Linked DNA regions of Gossypium hirsutum: regions 1 and 2 are each linked to region 3. The links are chromatin contacts, called in public Hi-C maps. All regions are on one chromosome and are shown on one strand. The core of a region is the stretch at or near the end of the contact, and the rest is flanking DNA. Distances in the headings are between cores, read along the strand shown.

The links. Hi-C and Micro-C count contacts between places; a contact is called where the count stands out from the background.
Region 1: a Hi-C map of leaf shows a contact between it and region 3, with 2.3 times the contacts expected there. The contact joins the promoter of LOC107913058 here to the promoter of LOC107912578 in region 3. A contact is called at or near these places in 3 of 34 Hi-C or Micro-C datasets (all in leaf).
Region 2: a contact with region 3 is called in a Hi-C map of leaf, with 1.8 times the contacts expected there. The contact joins the promoter of LOC107912542 here to the promoter of LOC107912578 in region 3. A contact is called at or near these places in 5 of 34 Hi-C or Micro-C datasets (callus, hypocotyl and leaf).

What each region holds. Positions count from the first base shown.
Region 1 is chrD08:24,557,502-24,560,555 of Gossypium_hirsutum_v2.1, forward strand. It overlaps LOC107913058 (NEDD8 ultimate buster 1), which reads right to left and starts at 1,441. Exons shown (of 11, transcript XM_041099260.1): 1 at 993-1,441; 2 at 141-263; 3 at 1-59. The coding sequence starts at 1,297.
Region 2 is chrD08:23,926,921-23,930,115 of Gossypium_hirsutum_v2.1, forward strand. LOC107912542 (3-hydroxyisobutyryl-CoA hydrolase 1) reads right to left here and starts at 1,601. Exons shown (of 14, transcript XM_016840760.2): 1 at 1,404-1,601; 2 at 942-1,022; 3 at 367-435. The coding sequence starts at 1,436.
Region 3 is chrD08:24,280,766-24,283,866 of Gossypium_hirsutum_v2.1, forward strand. It overlaps LOC107912578 (protein S-acyltransferase 24), which reads left to right and starts at 1,292. Exons shown (of 13, transcript XM_016840823.2): 1 at 1,292-1,977; 2 at 2,260-2,400; 3 at 3,062-3,101. The coding sequence starts at 1,678.

The DNA of each region.
Region 1 (3,054 bases), core at 191-2,690, 280 kb after region 3:
GTTGTCTCGTAAGTAGATTCTTTGCATTTTCATGAAGCATCAGACCCATCATCACTGCCCTGTTTAAAGACCATTCATAACTTACTTCAGTTTAAAAAATGGGGTCAAATGTCTTAATACCCTAGGGAAAATTGACATACCGCTGATCAGTCTCAGTTCCTAATTGTACTTTTTGCCCTCCCTGGTTTTCAAGTTCAATATTGAAGTCTTCAATTGGTAGTGAACCATCTACATGTCTCTTGGAAAGTGCAGTGGCTGCTGCCCTGCCCATAGAGATAACTATGGATTAGTCACTCGTTAATTTGCAAAACGATATGCAATGGTACTTACAAAATGAACAGAAAGGAACTATTATCCATCCCACCGAATCTTGAAAAGATGATCATTTCATAATGCAGGAAAACTGTAAAACTGTAAAACTGTAGCATCCATTAAACTTTTCAAAGGTAAGATGGAAGTCTTTGGTCCATCTAAAACGTTCAAAGAGGAAGACGCATTTTTCAGAGTATTCCCCCACTTCGAAAAACAACAGTAGACGCTTGATATCATCTCAACTTAAGGTAAACCATAAAGGACCAACATCTCTCAAAGACTCAAACACTGCAAAATACTAACATTTGACACTATCAATTTAATCATAGACTTCAAAATACAGTACCACAATGATTCTAAGACAGAAAAATACTACAATTCCATCAACTACATGGAAATACTTATACATCCCAAGAACACAATTCCTTTTGGCATAATAATATATGATTGATAACCCTAAACCCTAAAAGAATGAACGTAATCATAAATTTCCTTATTATAAGAATAAATTTGGTAACTTCGATTAAACCCAGAATTTCAATAAAACCAAGAACCCAATCAACCATTAAAAAGAAAAAAAAAGCACTCAGTTTATACAGAAATATTGAATACTATTAATTACGCATTTAAAAGAAAACAAAGGGCGAGAGAAAAGGAGAGAGTTGACCAAAAAGACTCACTTGACTCGAGCAAGTCTGCGAGAGCGTTCTTCCTCGGCCATCAATTCTTGTTCCAAGGACTTGCCTTCATCAACGGAGACACGGGTGGCAAGAATCTTAGCATTGTTTCTGATACCCAATTGGGTTAAGTTTTGAGAGCCATCGCCATCTTTCAAAACTTTACCAGCAGATATAAGGTTGATAGAGTCAGGACGTTGGGCATTTGATCGTTTGGCGACCTCTTCCCTCAGCATTGCCACCGTCCAATTCTCCAATTCTAAGTCTATCACCCCTACCCATGTCCCTGCGATCCTCAATTTCGCCATCCCACAATATAATTTCCTGTTCTCCCTTGCAAGAAAGGAATAAAAAGTCGAATGTGAGAAAGGGTAAAGACTTCTCCAGTGAGGACGGGGCGTCTTATGTGTATATATAGAGGTTGTAGAGAAACAGATAGTAAAGTTCAACGGTATCTTAGTGAGCAAGTTCATGAATTTTTATGGTTAAATTCTGCTATTAGTCCCTTGTACTTTACGAGAGTTGAAAATTTAGTCCCTATACTTTTTTATCAATTTGATCTTTTTTTTTTTTGAATTGATCACTTTTAGTCCTGTACTTTTTAAATTTGAAGTGTTAGTCGTGGCCCAAACAATATCAATTAAATTTTTTGGTTAAATTCAATTACTAGTCATGTACTATATGTACAGCTATAGATTTAGTTTATTTTCTCCAAATGGATCATTTTAAATTCCTATACTTTTCAAATTTTAAAATTTCAGTCTTAACGCAAATGATAATCGTTAATCCATTAACTGATTTTTTAGTAAGTAATACGGAGAAATAATAAGCTAAAATGGCATTATACATATTATAATGCACATCAAATTTTAGGAATAGTAGAACTCTACCTAATGAATTTAACAATTACTATTTGGTGAGAACTGAAAATTTTAAATATGAAAAGTACATAGATTAAATCCATAACTTTTACAAAATACAGTGATTAATAGAAGAATTGAACCTATTTTTAATTCCACTTCTACTTTGGTTTCCACGTGGTCTTACTTTGTAATACTCCCAACTATGAGTTGTGATTAGGGTTGAGCGTTCAGTCGAATTGAATCAAATCAAATCGAGTAAAAAAATTTAAGTTAATCGAGTTGATGAGTCATGTTTTCTCATTGTAACTCAAATTAAAATTTTTTCGATTTGAGTCAAATCGAAGGAAACTGTTTCAGTCATATATATTTGAAAAAAATTCAAAGTAAAATAAGATAATAAACTTAAATCGTTAATTAATTAGGTCCCAAAGTATTAATTTAGAAAAATTTTAAAATTTTAACTTTCTTTATATATTCCTTAGATTTTTTTTTAAATTTGAATAATTTTTCAAAAAATATAAATTTTGAAATTTTTATAAATATTTTGATTTTTACTTTTTTTGTAATTTTTGTTGAGAGAAAGAGACTAATTTGCTCATTTTCAAAACTGACAGGGACCAAATGGGTATATACACCAATCAGTTATTTGAATTATTCTAGTTATTCAAATTATAAAATTCAACTCGATTAGAACTCGAATTACTTATTTGAGTTGACTCGAAAAAATCAAATAACTCAATTCGATTAACTCACCTCTAGTTACGATTCAAAATTTAACTTATTCAATTAATTTTGGCTTAAAGGTGTAAAAAGCCCTCAAACTTTTTCCAAAAAAGCAATTAAGCCCCTTCTTATTTTTTACACTTAATTGAGCACTTGAACTTTCAAAATGCATCAAAAAGGCCCTCAAACTTCTTTAAAAAAAGCAATTAAATCCCTGCTATTTTTTCACTCAATTGGGTACTTAAACTTTCAAAATATACCAAAAAGACCCTCAATTTTTTTCAAAATAGCAATTAAGCCCCTGCTCTTATTAAAAATTAGAAAAAAATAACAATAAAATAATAAAATTTAATAAAATATAAAAATGTAACGTCCCAAAATTCTTATTATTGTTATTGTGAAAATATGACACAATTGTGTATCGGCATTTGTGGTTAAGTGCTTTAAGTGAGTCTGGGAGGTCTTGAGTTCAAGTCTTG
Region 2 (3,195 bases), core at 351-2,850, 350 kb before region 3:
CCTTTACCTAAGAACCGTATATGACTAGTAATGCTGGTATGTAAGGCCATACTTCCAAAAGGAATCCTGACAGAGATTATAAATTAAACATAGTTATGACCGTTGACTATATATGACCAAGCTGATGTGCTAAGATAGTTAACCCAAAAAAACATAGAGCCTTTCTATTGGGCATTATAAACAATCTGATTGAGTGACTTGAAATGAGATAAGATCAGAGACCAGGCATGCTTATATGCAACCCAAAAATGTCATCAGATTCAATTTCTTCCAACTCCATGCTACTATCTTTACTTTTGTCAAGTTGTTTCTTTCAATGAAGTAAAAGAAAAATGATACTAAAGTTGTATCTTCGGAGGTGTGTACCTTCAGTATTACCAGCTTGACATTAGGATCCTCCTCGTAGGCAAGAAAAAGTTCTAGTAACCGAGAAATCTGCCGTTGAAAGAGATAACATTATTACTATTTCATGTTTCAAACAATTAATGTGACCAAAAGGTCTTTGACAGACAATATATGATACTCATGCAGATAACATAGAAATAGAGAAGAAAAGCATGTGCAAGGTACAGATCCTGAATACACAATTTTCTTGTAAAGGACAAACTTGATAGGTTATCGTATGTAGTCAACAGTTGACAAAGAAGGCATGTAAAGAAGACCATAAGAACTAGCAGCTAGAAAAATAACTAGCATAAAAAATTGTTTGACCTTTCGGGCTAGAGACATTTGATCAAGCAACATGTGGTGCACCTAGGAACTGTTCTCCAGAAGGTGGTAAAATGCAAAAAATTTAAAAAATAAAAAATAGAAGGGCATTGAGCTTTTTTTTAAGGTGAGATTCTTTTTTACTAGTAACAGTACTAAAACTCATTGTATGACACAGGGGTAGTTCCCAAATACTGAAAGAGTTTAAGCAGCTTATTAAGAAGAGATCATACCATCTGAAATGAAAGGGCATTGAGCTGCTTAGGCCGGTTTAAGGTTAGAATTCTTGCGAAGGAGTTTTCTTCTACTAGAACCTGCAGAGGTAATGAAGAAATATAAGTGAACCTTCCCAAATATTACCAAAGCTAGTTAACGCAGTGAAGCAAGGAGAAATTCTCATTATCCAAAAAAAAAATGACATATTTGTAATTGAAATGGAAAATCAACAAGAAATTATTTCAATTACAAAGACAATAAAGGAAGTTGGAATTGATTTTAAGTTAATTGAAGCTCTATGGAGAAGCAATGAGAGAGAGGATAGGGAAGGTTTTATGGGTTATCTCCTAGAAAACACGATCTTCGGAATGCCAAATTAAGTCTTTGGAGTGAAGAAAAACATTAGAATACAGAATTTAAAATAATAATAATAAAAAACCCAAGATTGCAGAAAAGGGGGAAAAAGAAGGGGGAAGGACCTGATCATGTTGGGAAGAAACGGAGGAAGACATTGGATTGGAAGTTGAAAGTAGGAGGTTGGGTTATGAGAAGGAGGAGAAATAAGTGGGAAAAAATGAGAGGATAGATGTAAAGAAAAGAAAAATTGGGTCATAAAGAAGGCGAAGGTCTTTATCGGTTGGGTCTTGGTTCTTATTCTAACCATCCGGCTAGAGCCTAGAGATATCATCTTAAGATGACGTTGTTTTTAATTAATTTTTATCCTTTGCTAAAATGGGAATAAATAATTAATTATTGTGATATATGAATTTAAATGTTAGTTAGATTATAAGGAAATAATTATATGAGAAGTCATTTGGAATTACAAGCTCTACGGCTTAAACAAATCAACTTCCAACTCCATATTGGTAGTAGAGCTCTGGTGTTGTAGGTAAAAATGAATCCATTACTTCCCTCAAGTCCCAATGCTTATCACAGCTACTGATTAAATGCTAAAAATATATATTTTATGTAATTTAATTGGTCAATTTATGAGAATGCACCATTGATTTTTTCATGTTTATATTAAATTTTATACAGGGGTACAATTTGGGGATAAATAGAAGAAAAAGGAAACAATTGGGCTACATTGAAGAAAGGAGCAAAGAAGGTGGGCCAAAGCAGAATTTTTCCAAGATGTAATTAGCTGAAATTTTATGTTACTTAGTGGGAGATTATGTAGGGATTTTTATATCATGAAATATTTTATTTCCTCTAGTGTCTCTTAATTTGGCAAAGCCACTAGTATAAATAGGGGGCTACTATGTTCATTTATTCATCAAGTGTTTTTCATCAAGTTTTTAATCAAGCTTTCATCTTCTGAAATATAATCTTTCCTTTCTTCTTTATTTGCTGGCTTTAGTTCCTTATTTTCTTTTCCCATTTATTAATTTCCTGCCTTAGAAATATAACACTAGCAGCCAAACCTTGCGTCACCTACACCTACCCACCTACATTTCTTTTTCATTTATCCAACCCTCTTCAAATATGCCCAACTCCAACATGCCCCAAACATTAGTCAGCTAAATCCATTTCAGCTTTAGGCCGGTGTTAGCTTCGTCAAGGTCCGTGAGTTGCGAACCCCAACAATTCAATTCCTAATTTTCAGTATTTATTACTTCTCCGGATTAATAGTATGATTTTGTCAACTCACAAAGTCAAATAAACACTAAGTCAAAAAAGACGTCGTTTGAGTTAGTGTGGTTAGACATACAGTTGGAATTCCGAGGATCGATTGTCTAATCGGTTTTCCGTGAACACATTGGCGTGCCAAGTGGGGATTGCTGTTTGGTTCCGTCAAGGGAAGTAGTAACCGGATTTAAATGTCCCACGCGGTTGAGGACATTGGTTAGAGCTAGGCTCTTCTAAACAGCAAAGCTGCCAAAGTTTTAAACCACGAACGTTTCGTTGGTTGTTCGATCAGTAAGGGTTAGTTATAGGTCGTTCCATAACTAATTTACACAAGGAAGAGTTGGTGTCCGAGGCGTCCTTGGTAGCTATAACTAGCTTATTGGAAAAGAGGAGTTCATCTAATTTCGAGGATCGGTTCAAAGACGAGGAAAAACCCGTGCCTGAAGCTGAGCTAAGTTTAATTAATTTTTCTTCAGATTTATTTAACTGTTTTTATTATTTTATTTTTAGTTTTTACTTTTCACTCATTTTTTCCCTGTTTATTTCAGGTTTTCAATTTTATCCTCCCCCAAATTTCTTGGGCACGACAACTGCCCAGACACGAATCTGGTCGAGAAAGAGCAACGATTTTACGTGAACCCA
Region 3 (3,101 bases), core at 42-2,541:
CACTCATGAAGTCTATATTTGGTTTTAAAGTCCTTGTTCTATTTATCATCACCTTTCATTAGAATTTGATGATAACTCCTTTTGAGATAAATTTTAATTAATATGGATGCACCATGTGATTCATCAAGCATATCGTCAAGTCTAGGAATTGGATGCTTATATTTAATGGTAAGACTATTAATAGCTCTACAATCAACATACATTCTAAAACTACCAACTTTAGGCACTAAAATTATCGAAACCATGTAAGGACTAAGGGATTCTTGAATATGTCCCTTTTTCTATAGTTCTTGCGCTTACATTTGCAACTCCTTTATATATTTATGATTACTCTAATAAGCTAGTCGATTAAAAATTATGAAACTCAACAAAAAGTTGGTTTAATACTCAATGCCTCAAAAAATTAGTAAACTTGTAGGCATCTCATTTGGAAAACATCTTCAAATTTGTACAAACAAGAAACAAACATAGTAGGCAATTCTTGTCAAGGTTGGATGAACATAGTAGGCAAATTTTGTGAAGGTCAAACCAACCTAACAGTGAACTCGGATCAACCAAGAAACTACTGCTAAGAGTCCCAAGGGACCCACCGCATCAGTGATGCACAAAAGGCCAAGTCTGAGATAGTCTATCCTCTTCATCATCATCTCGGATTCTAATTTTACAAACACTATCACTATACTCTATCATGATAAGGCTGTTTGAGAATAGTTTCCCATAGATCTATTGGGTGGTACCCTTACCTTGTCAAATCTCATATATACACTAGAAATAACTAGAGATTGAAAACTAAAAACTAAAACTAAAACTAAAACTAAAACTGCTTTCAGAAAAGGGTTGAATGGACAAAATAAAAATCCACGAAAGTGTGGAGAAAAATTATGATAATGTGGACTGAGATTAAGAAAAATTAAAATAGAAGGTGTGACTCGCAGATAATACCAAAATTGACCCACTTCTGAAAAAAATTTTGATTTAAAAAAGTTGAATAACTAAAATATTATGAGATGAATTTTGTTATTGACGTCGTAGAAGGTTTTATTTATTTATAATAAATCCCTTCTTGTAATAAAACTTTCCAAAGCCTGTCTCCTAGATGATTTGGATGGTGGGTTTTTCTGTAAAATTATTTTTCAAGAAAATAACTTTTTAATATTTTAATGAAAATAAAGGTTTTTAAAAAATATAACACTAAGGAGTATAAATATAAATAAGAAATACAAAGTTGCGTTGATGAAAAATGAGTAAAATAAGAAATAAATACAAGTTGACAAAAGGAAAGGAACATGTTGAATGATGTAAATAGGTAAAGTTGACGGGGTCAATGAGCAAACATTAGAAAGAAAAGAGAGAAACAATCGGCAATGGATCTTCCTTCCCTTGTCTCTGAAATTGACTTTCATTCCTACGGATAATCGCTTTGGCTTTCGATTGGTTTCGGCCTCTTTAGTCAAAACGGAAAGGACGCCAAAGCGCAACCACATTCCTCCCCCCCTTCCCCTTCTCCTTCTTTCCTCGAAAAACCCTAACCGGCCCCACCATTTTTCATTTTTTTTTCCAATTTAAGAGAAAACTAAAAAAAATTATTCAGAAACAAAGTCAACCGGAGATAATTGGAAAGGAGATTTCGATTTTTCCTTCTTAGGACTGTTTTGGTTGTTGGGTTTTTTTGGAGAGATGTCGTCGGAGATCGAGGTTGTTGAAGACGTTCAACCCTTGAAGCAATCGGATGGCGTTGTGGCGAATGGAAATGGATATTATGGGGGAGGGAACAATGGGGTTGTTGGTGGTTTCGTTGATGATGAGAGCTTGAGGAATGATGTCTACACGGTTGCTGCTTATGGGGATTTGGAGAAGCTCCAAAGGTTGGTTGAGTACGAGGGTCGCTCTCTTTCCGAGCCTGATGGCCTTGGTTACTATGCCCTCCAATGGGCTGCTTTGAATAATAGAACAGCTGCTGCTCAGTACATCATCGAGGTCTTTTATCCTTCTTTTTATGGTTGTTTTGATGGATTTTCTGAATTGCCTTTTATTGTCAGAGTTTGGAGTTGATTGTATTTATTATTCAACTGGGTTTATTGGGTATCTGGTTTATGGATTCCTTATCTTTAAAAAGTTTGCTTGATCAGGCTTTTAATGGGTTTACTGAAATGGTTTTTGGGAATCCATGCTTTTGAGCTGTGTCATGTTGGTATTGAAGTTTTCATTAGATTAAATTCGGTTGAAGTGACTGGTTTTTGGGTTTTCTTTATTTGCTAGCATGGTGGAGATATACATGCAGCAGATCACAATGGGCAGACAGCCTTGCATTGGAGTGCAGTCCGAGGTGCGATACAAGTTGCTGATATTTTACTCCAAGAGGGTGCTCGGGTGCATGCTGCTGACATCTATGGCTACCAGGTGAAATTATATGGTTCTTGTCAAATGGATTTGGGAATGTGATCAGTGATGTAAATAAATGTCTAAACAGTGCTGGCTGTTTAGACATTCTTCTCTGCTTGAAGTTGGTTTTATACCAGCATAAGCATCATTTATATATGTTTTAGGAGCAGTAGAACTCAGCAGTATATGGTTTTCATTAAATCATATTGATCTTTTGAGGCTTAAAGAAGATATATTTTTGCTATGCATTTTAGTCAAGACTGTTGCTGCAGATGATATTTGTTCCCTTTCTCTCCTAGTTTAGGACCTCAAAAAATGTTGAAGTGCTATGCATTCTTGTTTACTCTGGCTTGCTAACCTATTAAATCCCCCTTATATTTCCTCTCTAATTTTTCTCCTTTTAGTATCGTCTCTATCATATTCTAATTTATGCAGCTGTTCTTCACTGCTGTTGGTGATACACTTTCTTTTCCCTTTTCTCGTGGTTGTGTTTTTTTTTCTTGGTCTTGAAGTTTATAATGCAAGTGTGGGCTTATGCTTCTTAAGTTGATGCACAAACTTATGCTTTCATTTTTTCTGTTTACAATTTGTTTGTGGGATGATAATGTAATACATGTACTTATTGCTCTCACTCCAACCTCCAGATGGATGCACGTTTATTTAATGTAATTTGATGCAGGTAACACATGTTGCCACCCAGTATGGTCAGACTGCTTTCC